2 separate regions of the Mus musculus genome follow, and region 1 is linked to region 2. Evidence: chromatin contacts called from public HiChIP or PLAC-seq data. All regions are on one chromosome and are shown on one strand. The core of a region is the stretch at or near the end of the contact, and the rest is flanking DNA. Distances in the headings are between cores, read along the strand shown. Region 1 overlaps Clca2 (chloride channel accessory 2). Region 2 holds the start of Clca3b (chloride channel accessory 3B).

Evidence for each region. HiChIP or PLAC-seq counts read pairs in DNA pulled down with a chosen protein or histone mark.
Region 1: a FOXA1 HiChIP or PLAC-seq map of pancreatic cancer cells shows a contact between it and region 2. The contact joins the enhancer-like site here to the promoter of Clca3b in region 2. A contact is called at or near these places in 20 of 39 promoter capture datasets (the 3T3-L1 cell line, 3T3-L1-derived adipocytes, the C10 cell line and 13 more), 1 of 484 Hi-C or Micro-C datasets (nephron progenitors), 1 of 115 datasets of contacts at active chromatin or transcription factors (pancreatic cancer cells) and 2 of 9 other capture datasets (adipose tissue and embryonic stem cells).

Annotation. Positions count from the first base shown.
Region 1 is chr3:145,067,855-145,073,758 of GRCm38.p6, reverse strand. It overlaps Clca2 (chloride channel accessory 2), which reads left to right. Exons shown (of 14, transcript NM_178697.5): 13 at 1,392-1,622; 14 at 2,037-3,496. The coding sequence ends at 2,479. Among named protein-coding and RNA genes, the nearest start is that of Clca2, 28 kb to the left of the region's middle. Within about 2 kb of position 1,733, at least 17 of the 459 cell types and tissues checked have an H3K27ac peak or open chromatin away from gene starts, as enhancers often do. A contact at or near this core is called in pancreatic cancer cells, where this site is marked.
Region 2 is chr3:144,846,834-144,851,958 of GRCm38.p6, reverse strand. It overlaps Clca3b (chloride channel accessory 3B), which reads left to right and starts at 2,657. Exons shown (of 14, transcript NM_139148.2): 1 at 2,657-2,832; 2 at 4,656-4,796; 3 at 4,986-5,125. The coding sequence starts at 2,674. It also overlaps the pseudogene Gm16215.

The sequences.
Region 1 (5,904 bases), core at 484-2,983, 220 kb before region 2:
TTGCTAGGTAACTGGGGAGGAGTTTAGCCTGCAGGTCAGAAGCTTGGTTAGCCATGCTTCTCTTGTGGAGGCTGTGGGGGGCGGTAACTTAGGCAGAAGCCAGAGTTCCAGGAGCATAAGGGAACGCCTACCGTGCCATGTAAGTGAATTATTGTCATTTTGGGGGTTCAGACCTCAGCTCAACTGGAGACCAGCTTGTCTGACCACAGCCCAATGCCCCACATATTTATATGCACACAACCTTCAAATTCATAATTTAAAAATTAATAAATCTAGTTTAAATCTTTTAAATCTTAAAATCCATATCTAACTAATTCTATTTTAGGGGAATCATAAACCTTATAACCTAATTTTTGGTCTGACTCCTTGGTTGTCTTCTATCAAACTGCACCAATTAGAAACTATTTTAGGAACTACTTTTAAAATATTTGTTCTTTATTGTGAGTGTACAGGCTAAGGCAAGTGTGTGGATCTCAGAGGACAGCTTGTCACAACTGGTTCTCTTTCCACCACAGGGCTATAGGAGCCTTTCTTCCACCATTTCATATTCAAATCTATTACCAACTTGTGTCTGTGAATCATGCATTGACCTATTCTTTCCTACCTCCCCCTGAAGTCACCACAGATGGCTGCCACCATCTTCCCTCAAGGTGACTACTGGATGGCTCTTTTTAAATGGCTTCCTGCTTAGTGGCATTTGATCCATTTACTAAGGACCCATCAGAAAGCAAAATGATGAATTTTGTCACTTCCTGTTCTTCACAGCACTGGGATTAAAATCTACACTGGTCCCTGAGGTCAGTTATGACCTGCTCTCCTGTCTCATCTCAAGGTGTTCCGCTTTCTGTTTGTAGTGCTGGAGATTAAACCCAGGGCACGCTGCCTTCCAGGCAAGTGTGCTACTCTATTTCTGAGCTGTAGCTACAGTCACCCACTTTTTAGCTTAGTCTCTCTAACACGCAACTTTTCTGAGCCGAAGTTTTCATGCTAGCGGCTCTCTTTTCCTAGGACATCTCTTCCTTCATGTCTTACCTGGCCATCTCAGCCCAAAGGAAACTTGAAAGTTATATCCTCAGTACCACCCTGAATGGTGGGAGCTTGAAGAGCACCCTGCTCTTTATTATTCTGGATTAGTCACACTTTATAAATATCTATTTACTGATATGACTGCCACTTACATCATGACTCATAAAATCTCATGGGGGAGGACTTTGGTCTGATTCATAGCACAGTGATATGACCCGATGAACCAATATGTGTGGAGGGAATAAACAGGTGAATGAACGCATTATTGACTAAGTAAACTCCGAGTTCTAATGCTGTCTCAACAATCTGGCAAGACTGCTCAGGAAATTTTTAATTTGCTATTTGACTTTCTCTTTGTGCTCCAGATAATATTCAAATGAATGCTCCCAAAAACTTGGGCCACAGACCTGTGAAGGAGAGGTGGGGCTTCAGTCGAGTGAGCTCGGGAGGCTCCTTCTCCGTGCTGGGAGTCCCAGACGGCCCCCACCCTGACATGTTTCCACCGTGCAAAATTACTGACCTGGAAGCCATGAAAGTGGAAGACGACGTCGTCCTCTCTTGGACGGCACCTGGGGAAGACTTCGATCAGGGGCAAAGTAGGCTTGCTGATTTGTTTCATAAGTACCTTTCCACAGACAGTATCTTCCCAACACCCCCCCCCCCACTGTGTGTGTGTAGTCATTTTTTATTGTTTTCCATATCAACATTACAAAAAGCTTCACTAGTTAAAGCAAAAGCTAGAGACAGCTCAATAACACAACATGAACTTTACACAATTACTCATAGGGAGGATGACATCATTTTTTTGATTCTTGCTTTCAAAAAAATATCAAGTGCTCCTGGCTCACATTTTAGCATGAGTCTTTACATTGCAACTTGGTATTCAGTGATTTCTCACACGTATATTCCTTGATAGTTTGACTTTTGTGGTTATTTTCATTACTAATCTTCACCAACTAAAAACCTTATACAAATTGATCATACGCTCCTGTGTGTATTTTTAATTTCAGCTACAAGCTATGAAATAAGAATGAGCAGAAGCCTATGGAACATTCGGGATGACTTTGACAATGCCATCTTGGTGAATTCGTCAGAGCTAGTTCCTCAGCATGCTGGCACCAGGGAGACATTTACATTCTCACCCAAGCTTGTCACCCATGAACTTGATCATGAACTTGCTGAAGATGCACAAGAACCCTACATAGTGTATGTGGCCCTGAGAGCCATGGATAGAAGCTCCCTCAGGTCAGCTGTGTCAAACATTGCCCTGGTATCAATGTCTCTTCCTCCAAACTCTTCTCCTGTAGTGAGCAGAGATGATCTGATCCTGAAAGGAGTTTTAACAACAGTAGGTTTGATAGCAATCCTTTGCCTTATTATGGTTGTAGCACACTGTATTTTTAACAGGAAAAAGAGACCATCAAGAAAAGAGAATGAGACAAAATTTCTATGAACAAGCAGGCACAGTATCTTCCTTCTTAGGTAGGATGGACATGACCTTTACATCCACAAAATAAAATGTGAACAAAATCAAAATAGTCTCGACATGGGGACTTTTACATAATGCAAAAATGCCCTCCCCCCCCCCCCAAAAAAAACCCACCAACTTTTAACTCATTTTGGGAAAGGGTTAGAAAACAGTGTAAGGTTCCAGTTATGGAAAAATAATAAAATATATTGCTCAAGGTAATGGCTTGAAAGGCAAAGGAAGAACAAAATCAAATCGAGTCAAGAAAAGCTTGTTTTATTGAAGTTCAGGTTGGGGGAAGTTCTGGGTACAGAAAAGAATGTTGGGTCTTAGTTAGACAGTGTAACTATCTGTATGATGCAAACATGTTACTTTGATGAATTTCTCATCTCTGCTTATCTGTGCAGAGAAGGACACATGTTTATACTGACAACCAAGCTGCTTTATAGAAGAGGCCATACTACAGGGTTCTTTATATCTTGTCCTTTGGTTAAATTCACTGTGGCTCACAAGACACCACTAAAGTTCAGATAGGACTTTTCTCACCATGAGAGGAGACCTTAGAATGCAATTGTTGTCCTTGTCCCTTGGATACTGATCTGTAGCAGAGGTCACCGGAGTTTACTGTTTGTAAGACGTTAGTGCCATTGAAGCAGCTTTCTAAGTTATTGGCTTGGAAGTATTGAATGAAAATGGTTACGGCTCCCATGAGGCTTTACAGGTAAAAGACATTATGCTGAAATAATTTTAATATATACACCATATAGTTTTATTCCATCTCAAATAAGAAGTCATGGAAACAATTAGCAAATTCTGCCCCGGTTTAATAAGTACATGCAATTCTTTTCTTCATCAAGGACACAGAGAAGACAGCAGAGAAAATGTGGAAATAAAAATCATCTAATGCTACTTCTTCCTTTTAAAAAATGTTATTTAATAATATTATGTCATTTCTAAATTCAAGAACTTAAAGGTTTATTGAATAAATATTATGTTACAGATGAAGGCTTGGTTTTATAACCAAGATCAATTGAGAATGATTTTGTCACATTTGGGGGACATGGTGCATGGGAAATGTGGGACCTGGAAGGAAAACATTTAAAAAATTAAATAAAATAAAAAGAAAGGACATGATGCCACAGTGAGAGATCTGAAAGAGTAGGAAAAAGCAGCCAGGGATTCTCTCTGCCCCTGCTGCCTCCCTGGAATTCTTGTAGCTGTGCATGTCTGCCATTGGCATCAGGTTTCCCAGTGCCTACATCTCCAAGGGCTGGGAGCTTGGGGGCCTCTACAGCTCAGGTCCCAGATGGAGCTGACTCCTTCTTCCTGTGTTGCCAATATACCTGATAGCCAGGATTCCGCTTCCCCACAGCTTTAAATTGGAGCTGGTGAAATACAGAGATGGGACTCTAAGTAAGGGTTCAAGTTCTTGATATCTTTTCTTATTTTACAGACTGAATGACAGAGAATGGGGTGGAATACAAGGCTCTGTGCTGGAGGGTAACAGAGCTGTATAAATGTGGAGTCATGTTATCAGCTACCCATTCCCTCTGCTATTTAAGAAGGCATGGAGGCTACCAAGGAATGTTTAACTCTTCCCCCATCCATTAGCAGGAGAGAGACACTTGTAGTGTTTGTTGCATGCTTGAATCCCAACATTCAGGAGACTATGGTAGGAGGATAGAGAATTGAGGCCAGACTGGACTATATAGCCAGGATACGTCTCAGAAAACTAAAATACAAGACAAAGAAAGAATAAAAGAAGTTCCCCTGCTTTCTTGTTTTTCCCTCCCATTTTGTGAAAGCAGATTTGACTTCAGTTAGAAATCACTTCGAAGACAGACTTCTAAGTCCTTGACATCAATGACATAAAATCAACACACATACACGGTAGAATGATCTCACCAAGTGGCGAGGATAAAAGCAGAGGAAACAATGATGACATAGGAAATACAGGGAAACAGTGAATTAGAGATCCCAGCAACCAATAGAACAGAGTTGTGCTAAAGTTCCTGTTGATCATTAGTAAATTTTTTAAAAAATAGAAACAGAAAATTGGGACAGGGAGACCAAGGAAGCACGCAGTGTTACTTGCCTGTCAGGTACCACGTGAGTGATGACATCATCACAGAGTTGACCTGAGATTATAAGACAAGGGGTGAAAATGAGCTAGACACCCAGTTAACTGACGTGGGCAGGGAGATGTGGGAAATGAAAGTAATACAGGCAAACACCCTAGCAGTAAACACCAGAATGGAAATGCCTATACAGTAGATGGGACTGTGATCTGGAGAGCAAAGCCTTCCCATGTTTTGCCCAGTTTTTAGTGCTAGCAAAGGAAGATTAAATTTCAATGAAAGACAGACAAAAGTAGTAGATGACAGCATTTTATAGACCACAGACAGCATGTGCTGAGCGACCGAGAAGGCTAGTGCTGAGCAGGCACCATCACACCTGCATGCTAATATCAGAAAAATCCACCCACTCCACCAAGATTCATCTGCTTTTGCTTGTCGGCTGTTAAAATCTACTTATTCTAAGAAGCACTGAACCTGCAATATCATTTATTCCAAATTTAGATCCAATGGCACTAATAAGTGAAGTTGTTTCTTTTGAACTAATTTTCTTGCTGGTAACGATTAAACCTGTAGACAAAATATGAAACAAGATTTGAAAAGACACAGGACCCTAACATAAGCAGTAGAGCCAGCTGCTACTCAGAGAAAACCTATCTCAAAACAAACAAACAAACAAACAAAATGCTGAAAGAAAAAACGATAGAGAAAGGGACTGGAGAGATGGCTCAGTGGTTATGAGCACTGACTGCTCTTCCAGAGGTCCTGAGTTCAATTCCCAGCAACCACATGGTGGTTCACAACCATCTGTAATGGGATTCATCATGCCCTCTTCTGGTGTGTCTAAAGACAGCCACAATGTACTCATATAAATAAAATAAATTTTTAAAAGAGATAAACAAAGAATAAAAGATATTAGCAAATATAAAGATCTCTCATGATTATTGATCCATAAGATTTACACAGCAAAAATGGTCACTCTACCAAAAGCAATCTATAGTTTCAGTGCAATCCTTATAAAAATTCCAACGCAATCCTTCACAGATCTCAAGGGACAATTCTGAGCTTCACATGGAAACACATCACACACACACAGACACACACACACACTACCACCACCACCACCACGAACAACAACAACAAGACAAAATTAGAATAGCTAAAGCAATCTGGAACAATAAAGAACTGTAGGAGGTCTCACCATTTCTGATTTCAAGTTGTTCTATAGAGTTATAGTGAAAGAAAGATGAAATTCCAAGACCTGTAAGTCATATAAAGTACTCAGAAATTGCTGGTTGTTTGTGAGCCTAGAGGCTGCCTGGGGCTGAGAAAAAA
Region 2 (5,125 bases), core at 1,408-3,907:
AAAATAAATAAATAAATAAAATCAATAGCGAAAAAAAAAAGACTGTGGTTGATTTTTAATCATTTTTATTGCCTCTTTGAAAGATAGAGGGGCCAGGTGTGCACACCTGTAATTGCACCCCTTGGGAAGAGCCAGGGGTGTCAGGAACTGAAAGGTAGCCTAGGATATAGCATGTTAGAGATCAACCTAGGCTATAGGAGTCCTTGACACATAAAAGAATTAATGAGGGAGAGGGAGGGAGGGAGGGAGGTACAGTTTTTAAAACCTGGTTTATTGTTACTAATACTTAGACCCTTTCAATCATTTCCAATCTTTAAGGAAGAGCCAGAAGGAAACCATAGAAGTCATTTTAATAAAGACGAGTTAAAGACATAGAGAAATGATGGTTCTAGAATTTTCTGACAATAATACCTCTACTGTTCTCCACTTTGATTTCAAATCCAGTTGAAAATGGCGTGGGAATATTTTCTGCCTTGAGTTTTTCAAAACTGAGTAATTAAGTACTGAAAGAATCCTAAACTGAGGTTTTTAAGGATGAGCCTTTCATCATATAGATGACAATAGACGACAATAGATAACAATAGAAGCTTTTCCGTCCCGTACAAAGTCAAGCGTAGCATTCCACAGTCCCTTGATTCTTCTACTGACAACTACTGTTTAGAACAAACAGTAAACAAACAAGTAAACTCTCAAAATAAGTTTAAGATGAGTTCCTTTCTAGTCATCCTTTAAAAAATAGCTTATGTCCCATATTTTTTCAAACTATAGCCTTGAGGCAAATGGCTCAAGATTAAAAATCAAAGATGCCCCTTTCTGGAATTGTAATCTATGAGACTTAGCTTCTTCATGCTTCCATTTTGGAAAGAATGACCCACCCCAAGTGCTTTTGTGACTCCCTTCATTGAGAGAAGTCATTCCCATTTGGCTTCCTTGTGCTAAGCAGCATCTTTCCCTCTGACTTGTGTTTAAATCCTTTATCTGTCCAATCTAACCCATGTGACAAGGCTCTGAATCCTTTGGAGACAACGCCAGAGTTTTCTCATGTCTGTGCCTGACCACAGAGCACTGGGTGATGCACATGAAGCACTCAATTTTTTTCACATGAATTGAAAAATACAAGAAAATCAAGGAATAAACATTAATTTGTTGAGGTCTACTATGTGACAGAATAGGACAATAATGTCTTTCACAGATCTTTTTTTTTTCTTTATCATTTTGCTTGTTTGCTTGCTTGCAACATGGTCTTACTGTGTAAGGGAGAAATGGCAGGCACTAAACCATTAACTAAGTTAAATGGCAGATTCACACATTGTTTACTTAACCTTCACAAAACTCCTTTTACAGGTATTATTGTTCTTACTTTACAGGTAAGAAAATTGAGACTGAGAGACAGAAAGAAACAAAAATCTCTCACCTCTGACCCAATTTACAATCTAGTAGAGAAAAACAAGTCATGTATGCCAGAATAGCAAAAGCAGCTCTGAGTATGTATATGTATAACAGTGCTTCAAGCAAATCCAAAGAAAAGAAAAATATTTCTTTAGGAAGAATTTTAAAGATGCTTCCCCATCTTGCCTGGACTAGCAAGGGTAAGATCATGCCAACAGTCAAAGATAAATGCTTTCCAAGAAGCTACAGTCATTACTCTGACAACACAGGTCTCCCTCTGCCTCAGGCAGATTCGTCTGATTAGCAAAATAGCCTATAACATGTAACACACGCTATTTACTGTCTCTTTATTAGGAGTTCCAGACACTTGGTGTGAAGAGTTTTCCATGGATTAATTCATTTAGCAGTTCCAACATCTCATAACAATTCAGATATTTTACAAAAGACAAAGCTTAAAAAAAATAAAGTCATACAACCCTAACAGAGAAATATGTGACTTTTAAGTGACCAGGACAAGAAGGAGTTGGGCTCACATTCAGCCAGCTTCGAGCACACTCATGATGACACGGTACAACCGACTCAAGCTATAGAGCACTTTAGTCAATGAAAAAAAAAAAAAACAAACTCTCAGGTGAAGAATATTAAGTTCTCAAGTTACAAAAGGATATGGAACACTCAATGCCATTTGAAAGCTGAAACAAACTAGGAGCTATCATGAAAGATAACAAAGGAAAGTCCCACGTGATCCAAGGCCAGTTTTGAAGCATTGTGCTTCTAACAGTCCCCTCTTGAGAAGGAACATAAAGTCATAAATCTCTGCCATGCCCACTCCAGCCCTGTTCGTTGTTTGCTTTTTAACACCAGCCTTTTCATCTGCTCTTTCCTGCTTTTTTTTTTAATCGGTTACTAACCTCGCCCTATAAACAGACCCTGACATCAGCCCTGTGGGGCTGTATCCTTATGATGATGGTGGCAGTGATGAAGACGGTCACAATGACAAGTACCCACAGCTATGAGGATGACTTCACAAAGAATCCGAAAGGACAGCTCACTTTAGTAAATACTTGGTGCCTTAGAAAGAACGATGGATGTGTTTACCTTAATCCCCACTAACATTTAACCGTTAAGTCTCTAGAATGAAAGCAATAAGGAAGGTCACCAAGAAATATGGGGACTTCACTCAACACCTATATGCAAATATTCTGGCCGTGATTCAAATTCCCGAGCGAAGCACACACATAAATGCCCTTCTGTGCTGCTCCTTCTCACTGGAGCAGTGCGACCATGGTGCCAGGGCTGCAGGTCCTTCTGTTCCTCACCCTGCATCTCCTGCAGAACACAGAGAGCTCCATGGTGCATCTCAACAGCAATGGATATGAGGGTGTGGTCATTGCCATTAACCCCAGTGTGCCGGAGGACGAAAGGCTCATCCCAAGCATAAAGGTAAGAAGGGGTTTTATTGTCAGGTCAATAATTCTGTTGCCTGCACATCCAAACTCACACACACAGTTACACATTCACACACACAGTTACACACTCACACATATGGTTTTACCCTCCCAAGGGGCGCTTTGACCGTCTTCATCATGTCTGCAGTATTATCTTCAGTCAAGATGGGAATCTGCTTAGCTTTATATCTTTATTATATATTAAATTCTATGGTCAAGCTGTTAATAATTTATTAAGTAGGTGAGGTAATAGACTTGAGAGCAAGTGGAGTTTCCACACTCTATCTTAGTAATGGTGGTTTACAAACTATAGAGCAAATGCACACTCCAGCTCCACTTAGGAAAACCGAAAACCCTTACCTGGCTTACCTTAAAGAAATCTTACACGTTTTAAAATTGATTTGTTTCTACTTTTACTTTTACCAGTATAATAAAAGATTTTAGCATATAGTGCTGGAATATGTACTCAGTTCTTAGATCCTCTCAGGACCAAGATCTGACTAAGAAGGACTCTAACTCTTACGTAAGTAAGAAATTAAGTGATTTACAGTCATAAAATTAATGACTAAACTGAAATTAATCAGCCTTTCTTATTTTTATTTTTACCACTTGGTAAAACTTGGTCTTTTACGACACTTGGTGTTAATTAGAAATGTCTACTATACTTATTTCGAGTTGTCTCTTCTCTAAGTATAGTGTGCTGATTAAAGACAAAGTTAATATCAAGTGCAACAATACACCAAACTTTAAACTCACAAAGTTATGTAACTGGGGCCTTAAGAATAAAAGATTCAGGAAGTGAGAAGTCTTTGTCGTTCAAGAGAGACGCTCTGTGCACAACACATTAGCTCCCAGGATGCGCTAGGTGAAAACAAACATATGAAGAACAAATCCAAGTAGCTTAGCTTCCCTCCATTCTCTGAGCCCTGACCCAAGCCATCTCCAGTCCACTTGCCGAAGTGTCCTTCTTCTTCATTTTGAGCATATGGCCTTCCTGCTCTGGTCTCCAGCAACCCTGCTTCTTGCGCTCGGTCCTCCGCACAGGCTGAGTGTGCCTTGGGCATTCAGGGATGCTTTCTAGTGCAGAAAAGCGTGGATTATCTCCACTCGTTCTCTGCTGCTGCCGGTGCTTTGGATTCCTTGCTGCTCCTCCTAATGCTGTTTGGCTTCTGCGTCTGGATCAGCTCCTTCTAACAGCACAGGAGAGAGCTCGTGCTTGTTTGTCCGAGCTGCACAGAGGAGGGAGTGCAGCCGTTTTGATTGACAGCACGCACTTTTCCAAGGACCGTTAGACTCTTACACCGGCCGACAGATGCAGCAGCAGGAGGAGAACAGCCAGCTTCCTACTTGCCATTCATTGGCACTCCAAGCTGCAGCAAGAGTTCGACAGTTGTTGCATGTCCAGAAGAGATGGCTCAATGTGGCACAGGTCTGCTGTCCTCATCAGCCCTAGCAGCCAGGGATGTTGGCCACGATGCCTCTATTCAACTCCACCCTTCCACTGTAGGCCAGGGTGCTGACTGTTGATTTAGCCTCTGACCCCTCCATCTCATTTTCTGAGCATCTCCCACAGACTTCCAATCCTAATTACTTTTATAACTGACCCAACATCTTCATTCCCATCTTCAGTCTATACTCCGGACTACAAACAAGGTAAAAGCAGGCATGAATTTGTACACATGAAAAGAAACATACAGACGTGAGATTTTGTAAAATCATTCTATTTAAGGGCTTCGATTTGTGTCGTTTGTGTATACATCTTTAATGCTAACTTTGTTGTGTGGCATTATTAACACAATGCACTTTTCGTTTTGTCAGGAAATGGTAACTCAAGCCTCCACTTACCTGTTTGAAGCCACAGAAAGAAGATTTTATTTCAGAAACGTGAGCATTTTAGTTCCCATAACCTGGAAGTCAAAAACTGAGTACTTAACACCAAAACAAGAATCATATGACCAAGTAGGTGTCACATCTATCTTCTAAACTGCTTCCTGTCCCTTTTACAGATGAATCCTTGTACCTTTGGGTGAATGCTAATTCTGTCGGGAATGAAACTAGGAAGATGGCCTTTATCAGTTAAGTGAGACAGTCCTAGTTTGTAAAGTCTCTTGCCTGGAGTCTGACTGGGTTTGCTGTTCTGTGTTTTAGGCAGACGTCATAGTTGCCGATCCTCACCTGCAACATGGAGACGACCCCTACACCCTTCAGTACGGACAGTGTGGGGACAGAGGACAGTACATACACTTCACTCCAAACTTCCTACTCACTGATAACTTGGGTATCTACGG